Regions from separate parts of the Hordeum vulgare genome. Here region 1 is linked to region 2. A link is a contact called in public Hi-C data. All regions are on one chromosome and are shown on one strand. The core of a region is the stretch at or near the end of the contact, and the rest is flanking DNA. Distances in the headings are between cores, read along the strand shown.

What was found. Hi-C and Micro-C count contacts between places; a contact is called where the count stands out from the background.
Region 1: a contact with region 2 is called in a Hi-C map of seedling, with 3 times the contacts expected there. The contact joins two enhancer-like sites. A contact is called at or near these places in 2 of 6 Hi-C or Micro-C datasets (leaf and seedling).

What each region holds. Positions count from the first base shown.
Region 1 is chr6H:378,578,828-378,583,931 of MorexV3_pseudomolecules_assembly, reverse strand. No RefSeq gene overlaps it. Among protein-coding and RNA genes, the nearest start is that of LOC123406039, 230 kb to the left of the region's middle. Within about 2 kb of position 1,586, at least 3 of the 3 cell types and tissues checked have open chromatin away from gene starts, as enhancers often do. A contact at or near this core is called in leaf and seedling, where this site is marked.
Region 2 is chr6H:378,263,257-378,268,977 of MorexV3_pseudomolecules_assembly, reverse strand. No RefSeq gene overlaps it. Among protein-coding and RNA genes, the nearest start is that of LOC123403201, 44 kb to the left of the region's middle. Within about 2 kb of position 4,462, at least 3 of the 3 cell types and tissues checked have open chromatin away from gene starts, as enhancers often do. A contact at or near this core is called in leaf and seedling, where this site is marked.

The sequences.
Region 1 (5,104 bases), core at 337-2,836, 320 kb before region 2:
TTTTGTGTACACATGATGTGTCCGGTACATAATCTTGTTGTATGGGCCCAGTTGTTGATAATGGAAAGTTGTCATGGTTGGTTGTAAACTTGCAATCAGTACTTACAATTGCGGCCGGCCTAATCGTCGCAAGGCAGCTCCCTATTTAGCATATCCTACATGGGACACCCTATTCCATGCATGACACCTGCGCGCCCCTATCAGGCTGGCCTATGAGCAAGGGTTAATGCCCTAGTTTTTCTTGTTTCGTTATGTTTTGTTTTTTATTTTCTTCTTCTTTAAAGTCATTCTGAATTTGAAAAAACTTTCAAATTAAAAAAAAATGTTCCAGCAAATCATATAATGTTTGTGGTTTAAAAAATGTTCATAAATTGAAAATATACTCATGAATTTTAAAAAATGTTCATCAATTAAAAAAATGGACGTGATTTTAAAAATAATTTTTCGTGTGTTCAGACGTTGTTCCTGAATTCTAAAAATGTTCGCCTATGCAAAAAACTTGTTCATGTGTTCCAAATGCATGCAGTTTCAAAACATGTTCAAGAACTCGAAATATGTTCACGGTTTAGAAAAATGATCATAATTTTCATAAAAATAGGCGGACAATTTTAAAGAGAATTTTACAAAAATTAGGAATATCTAATTTGTATTTGATGAACAAAATTTGAATTTGAAGAATTTTTCTAACTTGAGGAACAAAAATTGTATTGAAGAGAAATTTTTATTTCGAAAAAAGGATTTCGAAAAAAGGATGAACAAATTTAGAATTCCATTAACACGTTTGCAATTTCATGAATATTTTTTGAAATCAGGAACAACTTTCGAATTTGATGACTTTTTTTTCCAAATTTTATGAACAAAATTTGAATTCTGATGACAAAAATTCAAATCTCATGAAAAAAATGTATCCAATGATTTTTTTTAATTTTTAAACATTTTATACATTGATGAGTAGTTTTCAAATTCGATGAAAAAAAATGTTCATGAATTTGAAAGAAAATTCGCAAAAAATGATAAAAAGAAAATAATAAAAAAGAGGCTAAAGTTTAAAAAAAAGTAAAAAAGAAAACGAAAGGAAAAGGAAAGAAAGTAAAATGGACCATCCCATACGATCGTCGAGCGTATGCTGACCAATATTTATATGGATTTTTTTTGTATTTTATGGTATACGTTGAATAAACATTTAAATACACATTGGAATTTTTTAGTGATATATGCTGAACAATATATAAGTACACATCGAACATATTTTTCAATATATGTTGAACAATTCAAAAAGACAAAATGAACCTTTCCGACAATATATTGATCATTTTCTTAATATGACAATGTTTTTCTTAAAATACGATGAACAATTGTGTAGATAAACATGCAATGAATTGTGTGTAATACGAAATAAATATAAAAACTAAAATGATATTAAATAAAATAAACATAAACATAAACATAAAAATATAAAAAGTAATGAGAAAAAAACAGGAAGAAAAAAAGGTAGAACGACCATGGTCGGACCAAACTGGGGCGTCGGGTGGCCAGGCTTCAGCAAAGCCCCATCCTTTTGACGCCTGCGGGCGTTAAATCGGATCTTCCGCCCGTCAGGTCGTGCTCGCGTGCGACCTGAGCGCTGTATCGACACCTCCTTCCTATATGACGCGTATTGCAGCAAACTATCGCTAAACCACATGGGTTGGCACATTTTTGGCAGCACCAATGTACAACAGGATCCTTTGCCATTATATCTTTCCACCTTTTGTTTCTTTTGTATTATTCTTTTTAATTTTATTTTCTTTTCCTTTTTATATTCTTTATAAAAAGTTTGAAACAGGAAATACAAAGACCTTTCATATATTTAGCCAAACGATTTATGTATTAAAACATGTTCAGATTTTTTCAATTTTTGTTTTGCATTTTAAAAAATATTTCAATTTAAAAAATGTTTCCTTTCATCAAATTTTCTCAGAAAATCAAAATAAATTCGTAATTTACCAAAAATTTCTAGGTTTTATAAACTTTGAAATTCAATAAAATGTTCATGTTTTCCAAATTTTATTCATAAATTCAAAAAATATTCAAGAATTTCGAAAAATGTTCAGAGCTTCGACAAAATTCTTTGGGGATTTCTAGATTAATTAATTGTTTCCAAATTATCCAATTTTAAAAATTGTTCAGAATTTATGATAATAGTTTTATAAAATAATCACTTTTTGAGAAATTACTATTGTCTTTCAAATATGTCATATCTTTCAAAAATTACTTGCATTGGTACAAAAAGGATAGAACATAAAATAAACGTTCGCAATTCCAAAAATGTTTGCTTGTTCAAAATGCATAAAATATCAAAAATTGTTTGCCCTGTTCTGGAAATGTTCGTATTTTCAAACGTTAATAACCTTTGAAAAAATGTGTATAGTTTCAAAGAAATGTAAAAAAAATTCAAAATGTGTTCACATCTCGCTTTGTAGTTCATTCTTAAACTTTAGCTCTAGTAGAGATTAGCTTTTTTTAAGACAACTCAACAAGCTTTATTTAAGTAATCGAAATGTTCTCTCGTACAAATATAAGATCATCACGATGTCCAAGTCAAACATGGCAGCCAAACCCTAAAGACAAAGTATGCCTAGCGAGATTGTGAGCCTCGATATTCGAGCTCCTATACTCGTGGACTATATATACAAGATGAGAACAAAGCCGAATATCGAATGATTTCATGTGTTATCGCTCCATATTCAGCAAAAGAACCTTGCTTTAATCCGTCCACCACTACCTTATAGTCCGTAGCCACATGTATGTTTTGAACATAGAGATCATCTGCTAGAGCTAAAGCTTCATGGACCGCCAATGCTTCAAGTTTCTCCGGGTCTGAGATATGTCTCACTGTAATACAAGAAGCTCCCAGGAACGTACCCTCCATATCATGGCTCACCACTGCAACCGACCCATAACTCCCGTTCCTCATCACCACCGCATCCTTATTAAACTCTGTATGATTCGTTGGAGGCTGCACCCATGATGACGTCCTTGTGCTTCGAGCTAGTTGCTCCTTCCTTGGTTTTGCTAATACCTCCAAATCAGTTAGTAGCTAACAATCGCTAAGTGCACATGCGAGGGCCAGTGCCCCATAGTCGAGAGGTATCGTGATCTATTCCTTGAGGAATCCCCCTCGTTTGCCCCCCGCGTCGCTCCCGCAGGGGCGACTCGGGCGTCTCAAACCCTAGCCCGCCGTCGGGACCCCTTCCTATTGGAAATATGCCCTGGAGGCAATAATAAAGTGGTTATTATTATATTTCCTTGTTCATGATAATGATAATCATTTATTATGCATGCTAGAATTGTATTGGTTGGAAACTCAAATATATGTGTGGATACATAGACAACACACTGTCTCTAGTGAGCCTCTAAAGGACTAACTCGTTAACCAAAGATGGTCAAAGTTTCCTGGCCATAGACATGTGTTGTCATTTGATAACGGGATCACATCATTAGGAGAATGATGTGATGGACAAGACCCAAACTATGAACGTAGCACATGATCGTGTGAGTTTAATGCTACTGTTTTCTACATGTCAAGTATCTGTTCCTATGACCATGAGATCATGCGACTCACTCACACCGAAGGAGTACCTTGTGTGTGTCAAACGTCGCAACGTAACTGGGTGACTATAAAGGTGCTCTACAGGTATCTCTGAGGGTGTTTGTTGAGTTGGCATGGATCAAGACTGGGATTTGTTACTCCGTGTGACGGAGAGGTATCTCAGCACCCACTTGGTAATACAACATCACAATGAGCTTGCAAGCAATGTGGCTAAGTAGTTAGCCATGAGATCTTGTATTACGGAACGAGTAAAGAGACTTGACGATAATGAGATTGAACTAGGTATAGAGATACCAATGATTGAATCTCGGGCAAGTAACATACTGATGGACAAAGGGAATTGTATACGGGATTGATTGAATCCTTGATATCGAGGTTCGACCGATAAAGATATTCGTAGAATATGTTGGAACCAATATGGGCATCCAGGTCCCACTGTTGGCTATTGACAGGAGAGTGTCTCGGTCATGTGTACATAGTTCTCGAACCCCTAGGGTCTACACACTTAACGTTTGGTGTCGATATAAGCATAATCGAGTCATTGTATTGGTCACCCAAGGTTGTTCGGAGTCCCAGATGAAATACTGGACGTGACGAGGAACTCAGGAAAGGTCCGGAGGTGAACATTGATATATAGGATGAACGGCATCAGAGTTCGAAAGTGTTCCGAGGCATCGGGGAATCGACAGAGTGCCGAAAGGAGTTTCGGGGGCCCTTGACAAGTGTTTGGGGGCCTCATGGGCCAAGGGGTGGTGGCACGCAAGCCCACAAGGGGCTGGGCGCCGACCACACCCAATCCCACCTCGGCTAGGGGAGAGCAACACCCCCTAGGGCAGCCGGCCAACCCAACTTGGGTGGCAAGGCACCTAGGTGGGAGGGCCCAACCCTAGCTGCCGCCACTCCTTTGGCCGCCGGCCCCTATGGAAAACCTTAGGGTGCCCTCCCCAACTCCCCCCTATATATAGAGAGGGAGATAGAGGGAAGCCACACCACAACGTGCTACTGTGCTGCTCCTCCTCTCGTAGTTCTTCTCATATAATCGTGCGGTGAAGCCCTATTGAGCTGTCACCACCACCACCTCACCATGCTGTCATGCTGCTGGAGGACTCAGGCTACTACTTCACCATCGCACACTGGATCGAGGAGGTGAAGGCGTCATCAAGCCATACGTGTGTTGAACGTGTTGGTGTCGTCCATTTGGCGCTTGATTGGGAGTTCGCGAGACGGATCGTGATTGGATCGTGAAGACGTTCTACTACATCAACCGCGTTCTTTAATGTTTTGGCTTAGCGATCTCCAAGGTTATGTAGATACAATCTCTCCTCTCATAGATGTGCGTAGATTGATCTTGGTGAGCGAGGAAATATTTTGTTTCCCATGCAACGTTCCCCAAGAGTGGCATCATGAGCTAGGTCTATGCATAGGTGACATCACAAGTAGAACACAAAGGAGTTTATGGGCGTTGATATCCATATTGCTTCCTTCCTTAGTATTTTCTTGATTCAGAGATAT
Region 2 (5,721 bases), core at 3,213-5,712:
TTCAAAGCCGGCGTCTTCGCCCTCCCAACCTTCGCCGTCACCTTCACCACCTACTGTTGCTCTGCGTCCTCGTACACGGAGTTAGAGTGGTATTGTTCGGCCGAAGGAACATACTGATGGCACCGTTGCATGGATTGCGGCATGCATGGCAGAGACAGATGCTGATCCCACTATTGAGCTTCATCATTTTCAGGCAGCTCTTCTGATTCCTCATTGGCGCGCTACCATGGAGTAGGAGTTTCACGCACTGCAGAGGAATGATACTTGGTGTTTAGTTCCTCCTGTGTTTGGTGTCAACAACATTGATTCCAAGTGGGTCTTCAAGGTCAAGAAGCACGCTGATGGTTCCATTGAGCGCTACAAGGCACGGTTGGTGGCAAAAAAATTTAAACAACGGTATGGTCTTGATTATGCGGATACTTTCAGCCTAGTTGTTAAAACTACCACTATTCGGTTACTTCTGTCCTTAGTTGTTGTCAAACGGTGGTCTCTGCGCCAGCTTGACGTTCAGCATGCTTTTCTTCATGGGATCTTGGACGAAGAAGTTTACATGCGTCAACCTCCTGGTTTTGTTGATCCAGCTCATCCACATCATTTGTGTTAGCTTGTTAAGGCGCTTTATGGACTCAAGCAGGCTCCTCGTGCATGGCATGCCCGACTAGGTTCGGTTCTTCGACAGCTTGGGTTTACCCCGTCCGCTACTGACACGTCTTTGTTCCTATTTCATCGTTGTGAGATTACTATGTATGTGTTGGTGTATGTTGATGACATCATTCTTATCAGCTCCTCCATGTCTATTGCGGATCGTGTCTTGTCTGCTCTCAGTAGTTACTTTGCTGTCAAGGATCTGGGGGCTCTACACAACTTTCTTGGCCTGGAGGTTTCACGATCTTCTGCTGGTCCGACTCTTACTCAGCATAAGTACTCCTTGGATATGTTACATCATGCCGGTATGTTGCCTTGCAAGCATGCTACCACCCCTATGTCTGCAACAGATCGGTTATCAGCCTTGGATGGTGACTTGCTCCCTTCGGATGATGCTACTGAGTATCGTAGTGTTGTTGGAGCTTTGCAGTACTTGACTATTACATGGACTGGCATCTCCTATGCGGTAAACCGTGTGTGCCAATATCTTCATGCTCCTCGGATTTCACACTGGTCATTTGCGAAGCGTATCTTGCGTTATCTCTCTCATACTGTCTCCTATGGCTTGCATCTTCGGTCTACCTATTCGTGTGCTCTCTCGGCATTCTCTCATGTTGATTGGGCTGGGAGTCCAGATGAACGGCGATCAATGTGGGGCTATGTTGTCTTTTACGGAGATAACTTGATCGCTTGGAGCGCGTGCAAGCAGGCCAAAGTATCTTGGAGTAGCACTGAAGCAGAGTACAAGGCGGTTGCCAATGCCACGGCTGAGCTTATTTGGGTACAGTCTCTGTTAAGAAAGTTAGGTCTCTCTCAACAGCAGCCACCTGTTCTTTGGTGTGATAACATTGGTGCGACACATCTTTCATCTAATCCAGTCTTTCATGCTCGTACCAAGCACATCAAAGTTGACTATCACTTTGTAAGGGAACGCTTTGCACATAAGGTTCTTCATATCAAGTTCATCTCTTCCAAGGATCAACTTGCTGACATCATCACGAAGCCACTTCCACAACCACAGTTTGAGGGATGCAGACGCAATCTTAACTTGCTTTGTAGTTCAGGACATAGTTATGATTGAGGGAGGGTGTTAGACTGTGTATTTGTAAAGCTTTCGTGTATACCCGTGTATCTTGTATACCTCTTATATATATGAGATAGCCACACCCGTATTGGATGTCGAGTAGTTTCCACCTAAACATTGTTTTGCAGACATAAGAGAAGGATAATTTCTAATGGGGCAAGTTGTAGTAGTACGGGAAAGGAAACACATGAACATGTTGTAGCTAATGATCATGAAGACCATGACAACACCATCTATGTCCCAAATGGTTGTTTTACTCCTCTAGAAGGTAATACAATTGTAAAGGTGTACCATAGCTATTTATGATGTATCAATCATTTTCAACTTTACTTCTCCTAAAATATTAATTTACTAATTAACAAATTAATGTATACATGAATCTGGGCAATTCGAATATATGACTAAAGATGATGATGAAGTTGATGAGAGTTACATATTCACGACACATGGTAAGCATTAGTGTGTACTCAATATAAAATAATGACTACTACTATTTTGACACTGTTTCCTCACTATTGAAAAATGGACATGTCATCATATCAAGACCCAAACCATGCAATTTGTGAAATACAAGATGATCCTTTTGATCCATTTTCATTGCAGATCTTAGTAATTCTTCGCATGGCACAAAAAACAAGCAATACTGAAAACAACCCGTGTGCACAAAAAAGAGAATTTACAGTCACCTATAGATAGTAATCCTCCCCTGCCCCCTATATGATGTGCTATCTTCGAGACCTCTCATGGCCTGACGGACTTTCCCAAGCATCAATGTCTTGCTTGTGTACATGGAGACCTAATAAATAAAAACGACCTTACAATGTCGTTTTCTAAAATAAAATTCTATAACAATGTAATAAACATGTCAGTTAGATTCAAACCCATTGTTTACTAATATCTCATATATCTATCACCACGAAGAAGACACTCTCTTATTATTATTTTTATTACTAATTTTATTTATACTAACAAGCATATGGATACGTGCATTGCACGTGCATTTTTACTAGTATGAGGATGTGACTATGTCTCGCTTCCAACGAGACAAGCGAAGTAATGGGCCAGCCCAATCGTGTTGTTTGGTTGATCATTTTTCACTCATTCACTCGATTTTATGGTTTTCCGTTTTCTTTCCTTTTTCTTCTTCTTCTTTAAGTTTTGTTATATTTTGAAATAAACACGCATACTTCAACAGAAAAAACCTGTGTTAAAATAAATAGTGTAGTCTTACAAAAATATTGGTGCGTCTATTGAAAAATATTTATACTTCTAAAAACTCTAAATAAATATATTACAAAAAAGTATTTACATAACAACATTTTTAAAAAGGTTAACCAACCAATAAAATTTGTTAAATGCATATATAGAAAATGTTTCTCATGTATGCAAAAAATGTAGACACAAAAGTTGATCATATATAAAAAGTGTTAAGTTTGTATTTGAAAAATGTTAATCAAGCATTAAAAAGGTTAAATATATGTAGAAAATTGTTGACCGTATATTCCAAAAATGATGGAAATGTATTAAGAAAATATTGACCATGTCTTGAAACAAAATATTAATCATGAAAAAAATATTCAAACTTTTGAAAATGTTTAGTGTTTATAGAAAAAATGTTGACCATGTATTCTAATAATTTTTATCTTGCATTCAAATAATGTTAAGAAAATGTTAAATATATATGTCATAAATATGGACAACGTATTAGTTATTTTTAATCATTTTACTGAAATTTAAATTATGAAATATCTCAAAAATGATAAACTATTTATGGAAACAAATTGATCAAGTATTAAAAAAATATTTTTGTATTTGAAAAGGTTGAACGTATATTAAGAAATTGTATTCGATATATACCAATAAATGGGCAATTTGTTTGAAATAATAGACAATAAAAATGGTAAATGCATAGAAAAACTTGTTACTGACGTACACGAAAAATATACAATGTTTGTGAATATATATACAATGTGTATTGAGAAGTATTGAACTTGTATTAAAAAATGGTAATCCTGTACTTCAAAAATGTTAGACATGTATATAAATATGTGTGAGTCTGGAAAATATTAGACATAAAAAATAGTTTTCTATAAATGTCAGTCATGTATTTTTTCTTACATGTGCCTAAAAAATGTTTCTGATGTATACGAAAAATATATAATATTTAATAACTTTACATGTGTTGAGCGAAAAGGTAACCAAACAGGCCAATATAATTTTAAGAATAAGGAATCAAAAAAAGATAGCGAAATTTATGAAAACCAGTGAAAAAGTGAAAACCGAAAAAGAAAGAAAGAGAAACTGATGAAAACCAATAAAGAAGCAAACAAAGACGTAAATAATCAGAAATTAGAAAAAAAAAATAAAAACTTCAATATATTGGAGAAAGAAACAAAAGAAAACAAAGGAAAAGCAAAGGAAAAAAAGAAGAAAACAACAAAAACCAGAAATAAAATGAAGTAAACCGGTGAAAAACTCCAGTAAATCGACGAGACACATGTTTAGAAAGAAAGTTAAACTAAAAAAAGAGAGAAAACGAAAAAGAAAAGAACAGAAATAAACGTGACATACGCCACCAACGTGTGAGTGAACTCGTGTAAGGATTGGTCAGTCGAAAGCTATGAACGGGTCCTCCAGCTTCGGCGAGACAGAAGCTAGTCTTATACTAAGCGAGATATAACTCTCACGGTTTGGTGACTTTCCCGCACGACAGGCCTTATACAAACGTTGCTTGCGCCAACAAATTCAACCGATGCTCACACGCACGTGTTATGGGCTGGACCAGCTCTTCCTCACGCACTCACCCCCAACTCGCTCGCTTGGTTCGACTAGTCGAGTGGACCGTTCAATTTTAGAAAAAAATTCCAAAATTTTTAAAAGATTTTTCAAAAATGTTGCAACTTTGAAAAAACTTCATAAATTTGTAAAATATACACGGCCTCAAAAAGTCCATGAATTTTATTAAAAAGTTCATAAATTCTAAAAACAATGTTCATGAACTCAAAAAAATTCCTTGAATTTTTAAAAAGTTCGTGACCTTGAGAAATGTTTGCAGCGTAAAATTTGGTTCGTAGAAATTAAAAATGTTCATGAATTTCAGAAAAAAAGTTCAAATATTTAAGGAAATGTTCATAAGCTCGAAAATTGTTGTGAATAAGAAAATATTTTTGGCTTCAAAAAGATTGACAAAATCAAAATATTTCCTGAATATTGAGGATTAGGTTTTGGGGTTGACTCGGGAAATTTACATCGTTTGCCGCTTTGAAGTATGCTGGCTATGCCGACGCCGGGGAGTGATCCATTTCGCCACCACAAGTGGACTAGATCTCGGAAAGAAGAGACATATAAGGGCGAGGGGGGGGGGGGGGAGACAGTCCGAATGAGGTTGTGGGCTCATTTGATGAATGGGGAAGAAGCTTTATACTATGGGTTGGGGGGAATGAGCGTGACACTTAAAATATTTGGAGGAAACAAAAAATAAGGAACGAAAGGGTGGAGGGGACGGAAATTTCGGGGTGAATGAAGATATTAAAGGAGGGTCAAACTTAATTTCCATGCACATACACATCGACACCTTTCTTAAATTCTTCGTCAAAAAGATATAACGCAACATGAATACGTTAAAATATTGTGCAACTTGACATGTGGTCTCATTATGGGTGTATTATGTATGACAAAAAGTGTTACAAGAAATGCCAGATGTTTTGATGTTGCTTAGCTTGGAAGAATTTTATGAGAAAGGTGGGCTGCATCAACCTTCAATTTTATTTTTTGAGAAATCCAACTTTAATTATTTTTGTGTATATATAGTTTTCCCTTTCCAAGTAATTATGGCCTACATAGTGTACTTTCCTATCTCGTACTATCTCTGTCCTGGTTTTCACTCCACATTGTACTGTGACTAAAATTTGTTAACGTAATTAACGAGTGACAAAAATTCAGAATCAACTCATGAATAAAATGTTTATACAACTCAATGGTTTGTGTGGGAG